2 separate regions of the Columba livia genome follow, and region 1 is linked to region 2. Evidence: chromatin contacts called from public Hi-C data. All regions are on one chromosome and are shown on one strand. The core of a region is the stretch at or near the end of the contact, and the rest is flanking DNA. Distances in the headings are between cores, read along the strand shown.

Region 1 (4,536 bases), core at 150-2,649, 40 kb after region 2:
GCACAATTAGCTGCGGTCAGTGGAAAGCGCATTTCTGCTCGGCCTTTCTACATCTGCGTTTTCCCCAAAGTCTTGATTTGCTGGTTTACTGCTCAAATACTAAAATTCAACTCTCCCTCCATAAAGTATTTTAATCTAAAAATAATTTGAAACATGTTTATTTTTAAAAACTTTTACCCTCCCAAATATAATGTTTAAAAGAAAGCAACCTTAAGCATTAATACAGAGTAAGTAATTGCTGCTGCTTTTGTTGCAGATAAATCACTTTTAACCTAATTTTTTTTAAAAAAAAGATCAAAAGAATATTAATCTGCTGGCCAGGGAGCAAAAGGACATTCCCAGACATTAACTATTTTCCAAATATGAAAAGCATATTAAATATCTCTTAAAACAAGATGTTTTCCTCATGTTTCCTTTGGGGAAAACCTACAGGGCGCGTTCCTCCCCCAGCAAGGCTCAGGCACCACCAGCCGGGGCAGCCCCGCCAGGCGCCGGCACCACCACTCACCAAGCACCGCACCCAGCCCCGGGGACACCCTCCAGTGCTGAGACACCCCTGGGGACACCCAGGCAGCATCGCCACACAAGGCGTCCACACCACCTCCCCTGTCACCAGCCCTGCACCAATAACCACAGCACAGGCCTGGTTTATATGCGAATTCTGCACTGGAAATTGTCCTGATTCTGCAAATTGATTTTTCCCCAAGCACACACCCGTCCAGCTGTCACCACAGCTCACCACACACAGATTTTGCTTTTATTTCATCATGACCTGCGAATTCTGTTGCAATTGGATCAGAGAGATACACTTGTGCAGTGTAAGGAAATACGATCGAGGTGAGTCCCAAATGAGATCCAGTGAAGCTGCTTTTCCTTGGGCCAGGTCGGCCCAGGCTGGCAGGGCAGCCCAGCGCTGTCAGTCTCCTCATTCCCCACCCGGTGAGAGCAGAAACCTGAGTCAGGGGAAGGCGCTGCCTCGGGCACACAACCAACAGTAGCAAAGCAGCATTACACCCACGATGTGGATTTGTTACCAGGACAAAAATAAGTGGGGGAAATGATGCTCAGTGCTGCGTACTGGCCACAAAGAAAAGACCATCAAAAGCATCACTTCTCCCAGAGATTTTTCATCCCCTCTCCCCTCCAAAGGCTTTTTAATGATTTAAAGACACATCAAGAAAATACAGCAGCTTTCTTCCAGTCCAGGAGTGCGCTACCAGTCCAGCCTTCTCCACCCACAGCGGGGCACACCGGGTACCAGCCGCAGGGATGTCGTATGTGCGATGCCACCAGCTGTGTCTGATACTTGAATGCCCACTTTCCTCAATCGTGGGTGCAGTGTTCCTAATGCACAGAGGTGATCTCAATAAACCCCGCAGGCTCCCCACGCACAGCCACGGGACACAGCACCTCCGCGGCGAGGCTGCTCCCAGCTCCTCAAACCCCGCTGCCTAAAAGGACAGGGATGACTCTGTTCTCCAGCAATAAAGGCTTCTCAGCTTCTCAGTGACTCCTTCTCCCCACTCCCCCCAGCAGCAGGATGGACCCATGGCCAGGGAAGGCTGCTGAGCAACAGCCAAATCTACTGCTGGGTTTGGTTTGTGTATTTATTTCTAACTGAAGCCAGTCACCCTAATTACTTTTAAAGCATGTGAATTCTGGTCACATGAATTAGACTCTTCTGTCAAAGTAATTTTCCTGAAAGAGCTGTTTCTCTGGAATAGGCTTCTCATCTGCTAATCCACCAGAGCTACAGCCACTGGCCTTCCCAAAACAAAAGAATAAGATTTTTTTTTCTTCTCAGATACACAAGGTAGAATTGTATTAGTATTTAGTGTACATGTATGATTAGAATAACTGAAATAATAGCTTATTTGTGAAAAAACTGACATAAAACCAATACCCATGACCTCAGAGGATAGGGTAGATGCCTTTTAGCAAGGAGCATTTTAAAAGTCCCTCACTTTTTCAATCTAGTTTCTTCTTCCTACCTCCCCAGTATCTTTTGTTTTTAAAACAGAATAGCAATAGTATTTGAACTGTGACCAACTCCTAATGAATTAGGATTTTGAATGTTCATCATCCTTCATAAGAAAAAATTCCCATATATCCCAGTAATAAACAGCACATAAAGCACAATGCATAATGAAAATACTGTTGGAAAGTTGATAAATAACAAACTTTAAAATATTTTAATGTTAAATATATGATGATGCTCTATTTCCCTGCACTTTGTCAAAGCAAATTTAAGTGAGGATTTGTAAAACGACGCTGCTCACTACCTCTCACCAATATGGTAGCACACGGCACGTTCCAGATGTTAAAAATCCTGTTAAGCTGGAATTACACCCCCAGACTTACCTGCCAGCTCCCAAGTGCCAGGCTCTACAGGTGGCAGCGCTGCTGGCACTCGTGTCAGGCCAGAGGAACAGAACACAGCGGGTCCCTCAGCCCAGGGGGTTCCGGCTCAGCGGTGGCCGCGGGGCTCCCTCTGCACCCTCCACACGTCCCAGCTGGGCCCTGACAGGACTGACAACACCTGTGAGATGTTTGGGGTGGCAGCAGCAGAACCCAGCAGCACCCGTCCTGACCAGCACTGCCTGCTCCACTGGAATGCACACCCTGCTCGGAGCTGGAACACCACAAAAGGAACCTACAGCAATTATTACTGTGTTCTGATGCACTGCTAGATTGATGCTCATCAAACGGAAGATACACAGTCTAAAATCATTTTCAAAACATTAGAAGAAGAAAAAAAATATTTAATATATTTATTCCAACTTCTGTTGGACAAAAATACTTCAGACTGTACCCACAGCTGACTGTTCATGGGTGTGTCTACACCACTGCTGATACTGACAGACCTGTCACGTTCAAAATTCCTGCATAATTGATACAGTAAAAAACAAAGAAAGAAAACAAATAAGTGAGGCTTCCCTCCAACCTTCCTTTCCTGTGAAAGAGATGGTTATCCCTGCTCCAGCAGGACTTCGATAAGCACAAGCAGAATGTCCACAGGCTGCAGTTTTTCATTTTCCTCTTGGCTGATCTACAGCTAAGCTGCCAAAATAAACAAACTTACCCTTCCAGTCAGGCTCAAAATGAACCAGCAAACTGAATTTTTATGTCATAAAAGGAAGCAAAAAAAAAAGCAGGAACAGTTAAAATGCTTAAAATATCAACACTTTTTTTCCAGGAGGAAAACAAATTTATGAAGACAAGCTATTAAGTGATGATTTCAGATGCTAATTACACAGTCCTCAATGTATCCACCACAGTATCACCATCACAGTCTCCTTTCTGAAGTCTAAGAAGAGAGAAAGTTTGGCCGCATGGCATCGGGGAATAAAAAACAGACTTTTTAGGTCAGAAGAGGAAGAAGCACATATTTTGACAGCTACCTCATCTAACTCATTCTTAGCAGAGAAACAGCTTCATTAAAGTACATGGCTTTTGAGTGATATTCCTGCTGCCCAGTGAAAGCTCCGGACACAGCCTGGGGAGGGACCTGCTGTCTCCGGAGCTGCAGGGGTGTCCCAAGGTCACCTGCATGGCCAAGAGCCAGCTCAACTATTAGGAGACACCAAGTTTTCTCCTTAGGATTAATTTCTAGACCAAATCTGAATTCCTGATTAAATTATTAAATATTTTATTGTGCATTGCAGACCTGAAAGGTGAACTTTTCTAAAATGCTGAGAACAGAGCAAGCAAAATGAAGATGGCGCAGATCTGAAGACTCCCACAATCGCCCCCCAGCACATCTGGGTGTTATCTGGGCACGGTTCTGCCTGCCAGGCCAGGAATCGCAGCCAAGCTGTGAGGTGCAGCACAGCATCTGCAGCTCCCCCAGCACCACCACACTGCTCACCGCGTCCTGCACACACAAACCACTCCAAATGCTTCACGGAACCAGTCGTGTACTGACTCATGCAAGAGATTTCTCTGACCACTTGGTTCATTAAAAAAAAAAAAATAATTACGTCATGCTAACTACTTGCTCTTCAGAGGCGCAGTCCCCACCAGGTGAGGCTCAGCTGAGCACTGCAGGAACCCGCAGCCCATGGAGCACAACAGCTCCGTGGATCTGGCCACATGCTGGGGAGCAGCGGGGGTCACTTCAGAGTTCATTACACCAGCCCAAACCCCACACCTGCAGGGAGGCAGCTTTCCATCAGCTCCGCAGTAAGGAAACGTCCTTCCCTCCCTTCCCTGGGAAACAGAAGGTGCAAGCCTCACCTAAGGTATTGCCAGCTCATGCTTTAGGATGACTGTTTCAACTGAAATGTTTGTAGGGGAACACCGCAAAGGAAAACACTGGTATCTACTCAAACTGCTCTGATCTATTGAGCAGTTATAATATAAATTATACAAGTAACTGGTACCTGTGCATAGGACAGCAGACCTGGAGATTGAAATTCTTTGGTTTCACTTACACCTGTGCACTATCCCCCATGCCCTCCCCAGAAAAAGGCACAGAACATTTCCAGGTTTGTGAGCAACCCTGCAGTATGTGCTAAAATAAAAGACAAGCATGAA
Region 2 (4,539 bases), core at 1,490-3,989:
GGAGCGGGGCTGGGGGTGGGGGGAGTTTTGACTCTCTCCCCAGTAAATTTTACCTACTTTTCCCACATCATCAATAATAGGAAAAAAGAAAAGGGAAATTTTTTAAAACCCAGCCTGCCCTAAAATGGCTTTCAGTGTCGATTCCGTGTCCCCTCAGATCAGAAGCCAGGCTGGGGTCCCCTGACCCCCCCCCATGCAGTGGCAGGTCCAGCATAGCACCACTAATTCCCTGCAGCTAATGCTCTTAAACCAAGGGGGAAACACTGTTCCGCTGCAAAGTGAACGAAGTCACAGATCACAAGGATAAAGCCAAAAGAGCCTAGAAAACGCAAGCAAGCCGTGGCGTAAGGCTGGGCAGGAGGACATTCCTGCGGTCAGGCTTTCCGAAATTATCTCCTAGGTAAACAACCTAGAACTGGCCTCTCTGCTCTGACGTACACCAACTTGTTTCCATAGCCGTACTGCCTGGGCAAAGAACCCAGGCCTTTGTCACAGTTCATTATCCACTGAATTATAGCTGTGTATTGACGATGGAGGGGGCTGCCGGCACACGGCCCTGCCCGCACTGCCTGTGCTGCCCACACTGCCTGCGCTGCCCGCACTGCCTGTGCTGCCCACACTGCCTGCCCTGCCCGCACTGCCCACGCTGCCCACACTGCCTGCGCTGCCCGCACTGCCTGTGCTGCCCGCACTGCCTGTGCTGCCCACACTGCCTGCCCTGCCCGCACTGCCTGTGCTGCCCACACTGCCTGTGCTGCCCACACTGCCTGCGCTGCCCACACTGCCTGCGCTGCCCACACTGCCTGCGCTGCCCACACTGCCTGCGCTGCCCGCACTGCCTGTGCTGCCCACACTGCCTGCCCTGCCCGCACTGCCCACGCTGCCCACACTGCCTGCGCTGCCCGCACTGCCTGTGCTGCCCGCACTGCATGTGCTGCCCACACTGCCTGCCCTGCCCGCACTGCCTGCCCTGCCCGCGCTGCCCACACTGCCTGCCTTGCCCACGCTGCCTGCCCTGCCCGCACTGCCCACACTGCCCACGCTGCCTGCCTTGCCCACACTGCCTGCCCTGCCCGCACTCAGCCTGGGGAACCTTCACTCCACTCCTCCCTCTGCAGCCACAACAAATCCTCCTCCACCGCATTAGCCCAGCATTATCTTATCAAACAGGGTGAGGGGGAAACAATATTGATCATTTTCTCTGATTTCAAAAAGAGGGTGAAGGGGGAAAAAAGAGAAAAAAAAAAAAAAAAAAAGAAAGAAAACCCCAAGACGGGAAAAGCAGACAAAGAGAGGTTAAGCCAAACCACAGAGCAACAAAGGAGGAAAAACAGGTGGAAGACGGCAATTGTTTTCTGAACCCCAGCTAAGCGGAGAATTGAAACAAGGGAAGCACCGCGAGAGGACCGGGGATGAAAGGGAAGTGGTCAGAAACAGAAGGGCTATATAAGTCTGAAAATGGCTAGAAAGAACAAGGGGGAAAGGAGAGCAGAAGGGAAACCTCTGATGTTGGCAGGAAATGTTGTGATTCTAAAGATGAAACAACTTGTGGGGAAAGAAACTGGGAAAAAATACCCCTGTGTATTTCCCAGGGTGAGCGGAGCAGCAAATGAAGTGCAGAGGAGCCGGCAGCTGGACCGCGCCAGGCAGCAAAGAGCCGTGCAGCGTCCTCTGAAGGAGGATTCATTGTTAGAAAATGACATCCTTTCATAATACCCATCTTTTTCAAAGCTTGCTCCAGCTGCAGCTGCAGATGTGGCTTAAAAACCTGAGCAGGAGGCCCAATCCCCTATGGCAAGACTATATATTCTACGACCGTAATATTATTGCCATAAAGGGAATGGGAGAGATGGGGCTGGAGAGATAGTTAAAACTTCCAAACTCATTCAAGACAAGTAATAAGGGACATACAAGGAGTTTAGGAGAAGAAACATGATGGCTTTCTTATCTATGGAATTATTCTAGAAATGTTTATCATGTATATTTTCACTGTCCCCTAGTACGCTGGGGCTTTAACTCCTTTGGACAGACGCCAGCGCATCAGGAAAAAAGTGCTGGGGAGAGGGAAGGAACACATTTACCAGAAAAAAACTGCATTCCTTCCAACCTTTCTGCAGCTTCTTAAAAAAATACAAAAAGCCTCCTTCAAACTGCTCAGTGCCATTCCAATTTCCTGTGTAGACCTGAATATTAGGATATGTTTTTCTGTGTCTCCTAAGTTTCCCAAGTTACCTAATGCACACTCAGCATGAAGCATTTTTAAATGAGTTAGTCTTTATTGAATTATGATTTCCAGCAGTCACTAATAACAAAATTCAAATTGCTCCAGCAGACGAGGATTTTAAGAATGCTGAGAAGAAACTGAGTTTTTAAGAGACTCTAGAAGAGCCACCCACTGCTTGTGTATAGTAACCGTGAGCCTCTTGACGAAATACTTCAAATAGTTAATTAGATTTGCTAAAAAAAAATAAAAATCAGTGATTAGGAGTTCCCACTCTGGGAGACACTGGATAAAGGCTGTTACTGGTGCACCAACGGCTTCATCAAAAGTAAAGCTACAAAAATTGTTTTAAAATAAACTTTCACGTTTTCCTCACACTGTTCCTGCAGTAGGCACAACGCAATTAACAACACATCCAAAGGGGAGAGAGGAACTTTTATTCCATTAGGACTTCTTTTGTACCTCGGGAATTTCTTCAAGCTGCTAAAAAGGCATTTTTCAAGCAAGGAATAATAGGGAGGCGCGGGGCCTATCTGCGGTCCACGAGGCTGAGAACCGCAGATCACCTGCAAACTGAATTTGTTCTATTTTGTTAACCATTTATTTTGTCTTTACTGGCTGTTCAAAGGGAAGTGTGATAATCCCACTGTTCCTCACTTGCTCAGCAGGGAGTTTAATCTAATAAAGCTATTACAGCAGAATGGATTAAAGCAACGTGAAGCATTAGTAATTTGAGGAGCAGTTAAAGAATGTTAACGCTGAGACTCGGCGCGTATTCTCCTAAAAACACCATCGCAGAGATGAAAGCAGAGCTCCTACTCAATATGTCATTTTTCAGGCACAAAATTTAATTCTTTCAGCGTCCTCGTCCAGATGTTTAGAGCGAGGAGCAGGAGGCTGGCCATTATTTCACAACTGCTGAAACCAGAGGCTGCCCGGAACGGCCATGCTTTAGCTTACCCTAGTTTTGATTAATGCCTATGTTCTAATATCATCCTTTTTAGGAAGAAAGATATGTGAGCGAAGTCATCTGACACGGCATATTAGGATGAGATGTAGTATTAAAAGCCAAGGGACTCGATAACGTTCCCCGTCGTTCCCCCTGCGCGGGCAGGGTTTGGCTCCTGCACCACGTCCCCATTCCAAACACACAAACCACAGCGGTTTCGGCAGCAGACAACCTGAGAGCTTCCTGTGCCAAATCTGCCCATGACAGCCCAAAGCAAAGATGTTAATTAGTAACTGACAATTACAAGCAGGACTCAGGCTGCCTCCCCTGAGGACGCAGAACGGATGATGCTGCATCCCCGTCATGAGCCAGGAATGGCAGCAGCACGGCCAGGGGACTGCGGCACCGGGTCCCGCTGAGATGGAGCAAAGCAAACAACAAAGCGGCAGTGCACTGCGCACAGATTTTAAGTACAGTATACACTTATTTTTCTGCACAAGGTCTTTAACACATTATTTGCCTTACTGTGAAATCAAGCTTTTGGGGGCAAGAATGCAATTAAAACCCCAAACCCACTGCAGATTCCTGGATTCTTTATCAGTGTTGTCCCAGTCAGGAAAGTCCTCATCACACATTTTGTCGGTATATAATACAGTTTGAGGATATCGGACAGGCTCGGGGTGACTCCTGTTCTGAGCCTGGTCACATGCCGGTGTTTTAAGGAAGGGATACACTTCAAAAGCTGAACAGCACACGATTGCCACAAAGCCTTAAGACAAATTATACAGAAAACACATTTTTTTCCTCACATTGTTCAGAGATGCTCCTGCTCAGTCCTGGTGTCAGAGCTGCCCTGGCTCTCCCAGAAGAGCTCACAAGAACAGAGGGAAAAGACATAATGGGATCAGTTGTGCACTGGACACATGGAGTCTTGGGGGAGGAAAAACCCGAACTCCACGTCATTTCCAAAGGCCACCAGTATGGTTAGAGCCAGGAACCACTGCACAAATTTACGTCTGAACTTGAAAAGAAGAAGAATAAGCATTTGGAGTCAAGAACATAGTCCCCCTTTATGCCTCAGTGCTGGCAAGGACAAGTGCATCTCTGAGAGAAATCCAGACGATCTCACCTCCTGAGCAGCACTGCAAACTGCAGTAGGATGTAGGTTCCATTTGGTACCTGACTGGTGCTTAAAGAGCAAAGTGTGTGTGTGTATATATATATGCCTATAATATAAACTGTAACACAGCCCAGTCTGCAGCAGCACTTGCAGAGGCAGAGGAGCTTCCAGAGGCACTGCCCCGGCCCAGCGCCAGCCCGGCAGCACAGTGGGGCCAGGCATGGGACACAGCGTCCCAGGGACAGGACA

What was found. Hi-C and Micro-C count contacts between places; a contact is called where the count stands out from the background.
Region 1: a contact with region 2 is called in a Hi-C map of crop, with 2.3 times the contacts expected there. The contact joins two enhancer-like sites. A contact is called at or near these places in 2 of 2 Hi-C or Micro-C datasets (crop and liver).

Annotation. Positions count from the first base shown.
Region 1 is chr13:5,728,267-5,732,802 of bColLiv1.pat.W.v2, forward strand. All of the region lies in intron 2 of LOC110360456 (a long non-coding RNA gene), which reads right to left. Among named protein-coding and RNA genes, the nearest start is that of PSMD7, 19 kb to the right of the region's middle. Within about 2 kb of position 1,400, at least 1 of the 3 cell types and tissues checked has an H3K27ac peak away from gene starts, as active enhancers do.
Region 2 is chr13:5,686,737-5,691,275 of bColLiv1.pat.W.v2, forward strand. The region is part of intron 2 of LOC110360456 (a long non-coding RNA gene); the gene reads right to left. Among named protein-coding and RNA genes, the nearest start is that of PSMD7, 61 kb to the right of the region's middle. Within about 2 kb of position 2,740, at least 1 of the 3 cell types and tissues checked has an H3K27ac peak away from gene starts, as active enhancers do.